2 separate regions of the Callithrix jacchus genome follow, and region 1 is linked to region 2. A link is a contact called in public Hi-C data. All regions are on one chromosome and are shown on one strand. The core of a region is the stretch at or near the end of the contact, and the rest is flanking DNA. Distances in the headings are between cores, read along the strand shown. Region 1 holds the start of PSMD1 (proteasome 26S subunit, non-ATPase 1). Region 2 has its middle 28 kb from the start of ITM2C.

Evidence for each region. A called contact is a pair of places that touch in the nucleus more often than the background predicts.
Region 1: a contact with region 2 is called in a Hi-C map of induced pluripotent stem cells, with 2.0 times the contacts expected there. The contact joins the promoter of PSMD1 here to the enhancer-like site in region 2. A contact is called at or near these places in 2 of 3 Hi-C or Micro-C datasets (induced pluripotent stem cells and skeletal muscle).

The regions. Positions count from the first base shown.
Region 1 is chr6:152,509,637-152,514,370 of calJac240_pri, reverse strand. PSMD1 (proteasome 26S subunit, non-ATPase 1) reads right to left here and starts at 1,904. Exons shown (of 25, transcript XM_002749882.7): 1 at 1,738-1,904. The coding sequence starts at 1,753.
Region 2 is chr6:152,356,300-152,361,114 of calJac240_pri, reverse strand. No RefSeq gene overlaps it. Among named protein-coding and RNA genes, the nearest start is that of ITM2C, 28 kb to the right of the region's middle. Within about 2 kb of position 3,249, at least 2 of the 16 cell types and tissues checked have an H3K27ac peak or open chromatin away from gene starts, as enhancers often do.

The DNA.
Region 1 (4,734 bases), core at 655-3,154, 150 kb before region 2:
GAGGAAGAAAAGACTAGAAAAGAACAGAATGTGCCAGGGCCCCGAGATAGGACAGAAACTGACATAATGAAGGAGCAAAAAGGCCAGTGTGATTAGGCCGTATTGAGGGAAGAAGACAGTACTACAAGACAAGGCAGGAATCAGATCATGGGGGTCCTTGTTTAAGAGTCTGGATTTTACTCTATGCCAGGGGTGTCCAACCTTTTGGCTTCCCTGGGCCACAATGGAAGAATTGTCTTGGGCCACACATAAAACACACTAACACTAATGATAGCTAATGAGCTAAGAAAAAAGAAAAAGATTTGTGTATAATTTTCATATACGCCACCACAGATAAGAAGTCCTCGAACTCAAAGGGTTGGACACGCTGCTCTAAAGGCCATGGAAGCACTGGTGGATTTTAAGCAAAGTATTATATGACTAAAGTTTTTAAAAGCACATTCCACAAGAGAAACGGACTGTATGGAGGTAGTTGTCGAAAAACAAAGCCTTACGGCGGATACAGTAACCCAAACAAGAGATGAATGAAGGTTTGGGCCACGTTAGAAGAAACAGTGGTAACGGATGGATGTGAAATAGAATGAGGCCTAGAGGTGGCAAGAAACTGAGAGTTTATTTGATCTTTACAAAGCTCTGACTGGAAAAACTTCCCAATACTGAACTAATATTCATCTCGGGATCACCTGTATCCCTTGGGGACAAAAAGTCTTATTCCAGGTACAAACGACACCCATTCAAATGCCTGAAAATAACTACTCTGTCTCCCAGTATCACCACTAATTGCCTTAACCCATCCCCAGAAAAACAAAGTTTTGATCACCTTAACACACAGACACTGTCTTCTGCTCACCAGTTTGTTTACAACAAAAAGCTTTTTTGCGGGTTAAGCAGAGTAAGAAAATAAGAAAAGGCAGGTAAACAGGCAAAGGAAAAGAGCTCTGACAGCTACATGTAGGAGAGAGCTTGCTTCTCCAACCGAAACTCGATCTCTGTGACCTCCTCCACTGCAAATGTCACTGCGAGAATCCACCTATGCAATGGTTTGCGTGTCTGCAATCTGCTCCGCAGACCCATCCGTTCTTCCTTGAATGGAAAATCCATAACCGAGCACAGAACCTCGAAAGGGTAAGGAGGCTCGCGGTATAAAGGTATCTCCAAGGCGTCTTCAGGGTCTTCATCGAAAACAAGAGTTCTCCGGGTGCTTTGAATGAATATCCTTGGATCAGACCCAGAAACGACCCACCTCAAACCTAACTTCAGGTTTCATTCTACGGAGAAGGGAGCTCGGCCACGTCCAGAAGCACCTATGCAGCAGTTAGGCTGCCTGGCCCGGGGGTTGTCTTGCTGTTCAGTGGCACAGGGGACCATCCCACTCCGACCCCCTCCGGGGAAGGGCTGGGGTTGGACAACCTCACATGGCCAGGAATGGGAGGCAGAGAAAAAACGGAAACCCTTTTGGGGTCAGGGGAAGGCCCAGGAACCCCTCGGGTCCTGGCACGGGGGTGTGGTTGGGGAGGGATGCCGAGGCGGTCGACTCGGCTCATTCCCTCAAGCCACAGGAGCACGCAGTGGCCTGACCAGACTCCCAGCCCCTGGCCCGAGGACGGGCCTCGGCCAGTGAGGAGCTGCACAGGCCGGCGCCTCGCCGGGAGGCGCCCAGTCACCGGCCCTGACTCAGCTAAAAGCCGGCGCAGCGGCGGCTCCTCCCTCCCGGCGCTTGCTCGGGGCCGCACTCACCGGCCGAGGTGATCATGGCTGTGCCCCTCACTCGCCGGTCGGCTCGCTTGCAGTTCCAGCCGCGCCTTGTATCTGTCAGCTCAGGGCCCACTCACTCCGCCGCGCCTCCTCGCTCCCCGGGTGCGCTGCTCAGTCAGTCGCCTCCTCAGGCCGCCGGCTCGCTTCTCGCCAGGACCCCGCTCGCCCCGGGGCTGCCCGCCGCCCCGCCTGCCGCCCGGCGCGAATTCTCTCCTGGCTTGCGTCTTCTGCACCGCGGTCTCCTCCTGAGTCCTCGCGGAAGGGTACACGGAGAACATCATTGTTTTCTTTAACCCTCCTAGAGGTCAGGACTCTCGCACGGTGGCAACACTGGTCTGCACCTGAGGTTAGGCATTAGAATGGCCACCCATGCAAAGAGAGGGCCCCACCATCACCCGCCATTGCTGAGAGAAAGGGTGTTGAGGGGAGGTGCGAGCAGGGCGCGCAGTGCCACCTGCTGCTGGGAGGTCTCGCTGCAGCACATCTCTCACCAGCCAATACCTGCGGAATTGGGGCTGCCACAAACTGCGTTTTCTTAGAAAAGTGGTTTTTAATTGTTTTCTAAAGCAATGCCTAACTTCAAAAAATTTTTAAAAACCTCACAGAAGTGCTTTATTATCATAATAAATTCACAAGTAATCATGGTTTATTATAAAGCTGAACAATGAAAGTTTTTACTTACTTTTGGAATACTGTCCAGTGTTACCCATGTACTAAAATGTGCGGTAGTTACATGGTGAAAGCCTTTCCAAGGGAGAAAAAATGTCTTCCATTCTCATTTTTTCCTTCCATCTGCCCAGGTCCTCTTTCCCCTGATGGCAGTGGGTTCTCGTTTCTATTACATCTTTAGAAATTTGAAACGGTAGTTGCAACGGCCATTTGCAGTCTTATAACAGCTTCAGTGGCCAATTTATTTCAAGAGTCAGTACTGACAAAGTCTTGACAAAGAATAGTGGCAAACGGTAGCATCTGTTAAAGCCACTGGCCTTGCACTATCAAGCCAAACTGGACAGCGATGGCAAGTTCATTTCTATGGCCTTCTACCTAACCTAGGGGCACAATTAATGTCTTGTGGTTGCCGGTGAATTAAATGTGCTTGACAACACATTTTGTTGTATGTGTGGATTTTTTTAAAAATTAGAATTCTTGGCCGGGTGTGGGGAGGCCGAGGCAGGTGGATCAGAAGGTCAGGAGTTCGAGACTAGTCTAGCCAGCATAGTGAAACCCCATCTCTACTAAAAATACAAAAAATTAGCCAGGTGTGGTGGTGTGCGCCTGTAATCCCAGCCTCTCAGGAGGCTGAGGCAGGAGCATTGTGTGAACTTGGGAAGGGGGAGGTTGTAGTGAGCTGAGATTGCACCACTGCACTCCAGCCTGGGTGACATTGCAAGACTCCAACTCAAAAAAAAAAAAAGAAAAAGAAAATAGAATTCTTGAACTGTGGTTGTTTAAAATATGTGAAATATAATGATTGAACGCTTCTGAAGAGCCCGTGGCTCAAATCGAAGGGCAAGGCTCGAGAAGATGTGCATGCAAAATAAGCAGATGATTTTGGGATATTGTTCTCCAGGGGCACTTCCATCGAGCCCTCACAGAACACACTTGTGGGCCCGCACCCTAGAGGAGTCACAAACCAATGCCAGCAGGTAATGAACATGAGTAAAGCAGCCCCTTTTATTTGTATCAGGAAAATACGAGCTCCATGGGATGGTGAATGGCAACTAACAGTGTCCAGGAGGCATTACGGGTGGTGGGGACTGTGATGAAGAGGAAGTGACCACTCGAAAGAGAGCAGTGCTACTCAGTTCCTGCCAAGAACGCAGGGTGACTGTTGGAAGACTTGGGCTTTTTCTAAGAGAAGCCAGGAATCAGAATTCTATGCAATATCTCCAGAATTTTAAATGTTGGCTACTAATTCGACATGTTTTAAAACAGAGAGGCGGACAATGTGCCACCTCTGCTCTTCATGGAGAAGGCATTCTGTAAAGAGAGGAGAGGACAGTCCTGTCTTCCACTTGGATGTGTGTGTCACTGATACAGCCCCGTGTGAGCCTCGCGTGAACCTGTGAGATGGGCAAAAGGTAAGGAGCTTCGACACAGACACCAGGCTCCTCCCCCTGGGGGACTCTGTTCTCCCTCCTGGGTGACTGTCCTATGCCTGTGACTTCTCCCTCTCCAGTCCATTCTGCATTCTTTCGCCAGAGCAATCTTTTAGAAACTCAACTCTGATCACTTCTGCTCCTTAAAACCTTCAATCCCCATCTTGGACTCTATTCTTATGCTTCTTTCATCTGTGTTTCTGTCCACAGCCTTCTTCTCACTCCCTGGGCCTCCTGTAAGAGTGAAATGCCATTGGCTGCTATGCACAAGGTGATGGCTGATAAAACGTGTCTCTACCACCTGCCCTCTCTCCTGAGCACAGACTCACACACCTCCCGGGCATCTTTGCTTGGTGGATTCACAGGATTCTTCAACTCAGTGACCTGCACGTTGCCCCACGGTTGTGTGTTTCCTTCCTTGATCTCAGTGTGGGTGAAGGGCATCCATCAGCCACTGCAGCAGAAAACTGTCTTCTCTTCCCCGGCAGCAGTCAGCACCAGATCTCTCTTTCATCCCTCACACTGACCAGCTCTCATCCTCACTCCATTACACAACAATTGTACCCCCCTCTTCTTTCTAGACTACAACAGCCTCCCGCAGCCTTGGCTTCCTGTTTTCCGTCCCAGAAGCCTCCGGTACACTCTTCACACCCAGGCGGGTGGATCGTGAGGCCAGGAGATCGAGACCAGCTTGGCCAACACGGTGAAACCCCATCTCTACTAAAAATCCAAAAAATTAGCTAGGCGTGGTGGTACATATCTGTAGTACGAGCTATTCAAGAGGCTGAGGCAGGAGAATCACTTGAACCCAGGAGGCAGGGGTTGCAGTGAGCTGAGATCGCGCCATTGCACTCCAGCCTGGGCGACAAGAGCGGGACCC
Region 2 (4,815 bases), core at 2,000-4,499:
AGCTGCCAGATTCACCCACATCTGACAAAGTGTTCTGTCTACACCATGCCTGCCACAGGAGGAACCTGGTCAGATGTTGGCCCTTGCTGCCTGCTAGATCAAAGAGGTGATGGGACCCCCGCTTCCCGACATCACTCCAGGAATTCTCACCTGCCCTGGGACTCTCTGGGAAGACTGCTCTGACCCCCCAGCCCCAGTTAGGGGTCCCTATTCTGTAATCCCATGGCACTCTGACTTTCCACAAGGATCTGGGGCGAGTGAGGGTCTCTCGGGTGCAGGGAACTCATGCAGGTTTATTGTGAAGGCTGGGTGACAATGATGGTTGCACAACTGTATAAATTTACTAAAAATTGCTGAATTGTTAAGAAAGAAGGAAACAAATGCTGTTTTGTTTTAAGGACGTAGATAGCAATAAAGAAGACAGGACTCTCAGCTCTTTGCAAGGCTGCCGGGATCCCCAGGACAGCCTCACAGCAAGACTTCCCTGCAGGGCCCCATGAAGCCGGGAACGCGGCTCAGATTTGGAAGGGCTCGAGGGTCCTAGGAAGCCTACTGGCTCTGCTCCATCCTTCCCACTTTTCAGCCTCTATCTCCTACCACCATTGTCCCAGCTGGCGGCCACTATCTCTGCTGGCCTGTCCACCCGTGTCCATCACTGGCAGATGGGCTACCTGTGGGTCACGTGCTCCTCCCTGGTTCGATTAAACATGGCGGAAGAGGTGGGGCCATGTGGGAGCTGCTGCCTTTGGCAGGGGCCTGACAGGTGCTCTGAGGCTTTGTGTATTTGTCTCCACCTCTGAGCCAAGGGCTACTGCCCTTCAAGTCTCGTGAGGACACAGTCATGTCTATTCACACTGTCTGCAGCTGCTTTGGAGCCACAGCAGACCAGGGTAGTTATGACAGAGACTGTACAGTTTGTAAAACTCAAACATTTGTGATCTAGCCCTTTGCAAAAAAATTTCCCTAATCCCTGCTCTGAACTATAAGCTCCTTAGGGAAGGAACTAAGTCTTGTTTATTACTGGAGCTTCAAAACTTAGCAGAGCAACAGACACATAGTAGAAGCTCAACAAGTTGTAGGAGCTCCATTAAACAGATAAATAGATGGAGTCTGGGCTGAACCTGTGCAGTCTATGACCCTTGCTTTAAAAGGAGGCTTCCTGGCCAGGTGTAGTGACTCACACCTGTAATCCTAGCACTTTGGGAGGCTAAGGTGTGTAGGATTGCGTGAACTCAGGAGTTTGCGACCAGCCTGGGCAACATAGTGAGGCCTTGTCTCTGTTAAAAAAATAATAACGATAACTGGGTGCTTGTCATCCCAGCTACTTGGGGGGCTGAGGTGGTAGGGAGCCCAGGAAGTTGAGGCTGCAGTGAGCTGTGATTGTGCCACTGAACCCCAATCTGGGTGACAGAGTGAGACCCCGTCTCAAGATGAATAAAAAGAGGCTGCTCTGAGACAGCACTCTCCTCCTGCTCCTCCCCAGGGAACTGGGTGACCAAATGTCCCAGTCTGTCTAGGACTGAGGGGGTCCAAGTCTATTTAGTGTTAAAGTTTGGAAAGCTCCAGGCAAACTGGGGCAATGTGGTTCCTTATATTGTATACTGTGCCTCGCTATATGTAGTGGCACCTGCCTGCCTCATTGCACAATGAATCCACTGTGGTTTGTCAGGTAGAACCGTGTGTGCCTAGTAGAAATAGGCACACACATAACCGGCTGCATAACAGATTCAAACAACCTAACAACCGTGCAAAGGAGCAAGGCAGTACCTGGTTGAAGCAGTTGTGCTGAGGATTCTGGGTGTTACCAGTGAAGCAGCTAAGATCCTGGGGAGCTGGGATGATGGAGAAAGGCTTTCTGGGGAGCTGGAGTCCATTGGTTGGATGAGACAGAATCATCTCTGGCACAGGAGGAAGGCAGTGGCCTTCTTGGTGCATGAGATCCCTGGTGTCTATGTATTAGCCCCCAGGGAAAACTCAGATTGGTCACCTGTCAGTTCCTGAGCCAAGTTCTGTGGCCAGAGGAACTGGCCAGCCGGGATCACATGCCTGGTTTGACCTTGGAGCTCCACCCACATCCACACCCTCGGGAGTGGCCAGCCAGGATCACACGCCCATCTTAGAGGCACGTTGAGTGCTGACTGTGGTTCTGAGAGGACCCGTGGAGTGGAAGTGGAGCTCTGGACAGAACTCAAAGTGGCTTGGTTTGGGTTTCCTGGGAAGCAGAGTGGGAAGCAAAGGCTTCTGTGCCACTCCTTTGGTAGGGAGGTGGCCCCGGGGAGCAGGCGTGAGAGAGGGGAATGTAGCTGAGAAGGAAGGGGAGCCAACTCCAGCATGTGTTATGGGTTGGTAACAAACATAACTAGTTGCTCAATCCTGAGGATCATCCCCTGGGAAGCTGCACAAATGTTTCTCAGAGCCATCCTTTTGGGAGAAAGGGAGAATTTGTGCATAGGCTCCCAGCTTGCACTGGATCACCTGAAGGGTGTTGATTGCGCCTACTTGCTGGCCATGCATGGGTGGGTTCAGCGTCTCCCATCCTAATGTCTGGGCAAGCCTAAGGGGTGCACAGCTGGGACCTGAGGCAGGGGCTACTGGGTATGCCTGAGTGAAGCCTGTCTGAGTCCATGGTAGTCTCAGCCGTGGCTGGGGCCAGTGGCCAATGGCTCACAGATAAGTGAGAGGGTCTAAAGGAGCACATTAGAAGTGTCTGACAGAAAGGGAACCTGAGAGCATGGGGTCATATAAACTGAGTCATCACTGCCCTCATCGAGAACACGCCTCTAAAGCTGAGACTAGGGCTTCCTGATGTTTGCACAAAGAGATTATCAGGCGGCCAGGCACCATCAGACTGGAGCCATCATTGGGTGGAGGGAAGGTCAGCCATCTCTAGTGAGACAGTCCTTAGCCCCTCCTAAAAGGAAAAGGTGGAATTAGTCCCCTCTGTGGAATCCTGAAAGCTCTTCTAAAACTTGCTCAGCAAATATTTAATAAAGCTGAACAGAAGTCATAAGCTCCAGTTCCCCTGTCGTCTTGCCTGTAGTGGACAGTTTCTGACACAGCTGAGGGTGTGGATGTGGGTGGAGCTTCAAGGTCAAACAGCTTGGTTTGAAATTTTGCCAAAGGACCTGGAGAGGGTGGCAAACACCTGGGTGGCAGAACATCATAGGAGAACCATGTCCACCCGGCCCCAGCCCACAGCCAGAGAAGAAGAATGTGGTCTCAAGCCTACACGGTACAGGCATCTGTCCAGCTCACTGTGTCCTGGTCAAGCCCCAACCTTCCTCTCTCTGCAGGAGCCAGAAGGTCATAAATCCAAGGAGCTTAGTCCCATTTCTTGGCCCCCAGGGCTGGGGAGGGAGAGGGTGACCCTCAGCGGCTGTGTATGGGGCCAGTCATCTTCTATCTGAACAGGAAGTCTGACGGGAACATTGCCAAGGTTAAATAACCTGTGAAGACATTGTCCTTGATGACACAGTATACCACTTAATACGACTCAAACACGTGGGTCCCCTGGTTTGCTTGGGTGGGCATACCTGTCCTCACAGAGCCCTGGAATCCCCCCATCCCGACACTTAGCACACCGTCCAAAACTTCCAGTTTCTTCTGCCCCTCTAGACCGCCCTCCTGGGGAGAGGAGGGCTCATTTCTTGCTCAGCTTTCCATGCTCAGCACACGCCCCGGGGCCCACCGCCCCGCAGGCTCCTCAGTGATGCTCCAAAAGCCCGATTTATGACTTGGTCTAGACAACAGGTCTACCCAGGTAAAGAGGCAGGAGAGTCTGGGCTGTCTTGGGGACACTAGGTCTGTGAAATCCTAGAGGACAGGGCCAGCATGCTGCTCATCTCTGTCCCCAGTCCCCAACAGGGCTCAGCATATAACAAGGCTCAAGAATAGGTGTTGAATGCGTGACTGACCCTTCTCCTTCCTCAATTCTGTTTTGGTTCCATCCCAGTCTGCAGCCTGGGTGAGCTGAATGATGGCATGCACAAAGGAAATTCTCGTCACAATTTGGAAAACTGTGACAACACCTCTGTGCAGAAATGGAAGTGGAAGTGGTGGGGGTGTCCTCACAGCTCCCGGACTCAGGGAACGTGGTGTTTGCGCCTGCCGTGCACCTGCCGTGCACCCGAGACCCCAAGGAGGGGCGACAATGTGTGAAACTGGTGGAACATAGCCCTCCTGAGCCAGGGCATCTAATTTCCCAGGCTCTTGGCTGCCCAACTGGGGCCACTAAAGCCCTGGGACTTGGTGCAAGTCACTGAAATGCTGTTCTTTCCACTCTGTTTGCCTCAATTCTGGTAAATGTGAGTTTTATTACCAGCAGCAAGAAGAAGACAAAGTCGGAGGCGATCCAACTGGAAGCCTTCCTGGGTTTGGAGGCACAGCCTCTGCTCAGCACAGCCTGGCCTGGGGATGCCTGGGGACAGTGGTCTCCCGGGTAACAGTGGACCAGAATCAGGAGTTCAGGGACAGCTCTGCTTCGAGGGGTCACCTAAGGGAGAAACAACCTGGGTGGGCCTGGGTTTCAACCTGGGATTGCAGGCCTGGGTCCCTTGGGTGGTCAGGGAGCCTGGATACCCTCCATGAGGCCTAGAGAAAGGGGCACTCCTGAAACAGGATGCATGTTATCCCCTCCCGCCCTCCTGCTGTAAGGCCCCCCCATCTCCACAGCTCTCTAGGCAGCCCAGGCCCCCATTAACCAGGCATCTCTGAACACCAGAGATAGAAAATAAAAGTTTTCTATTTTAAAATAGAAAGAATGGGCTTTTGCTTTCCAGACCGGCTAGAGCCTCCCCATTTCCCAAATTACACAGG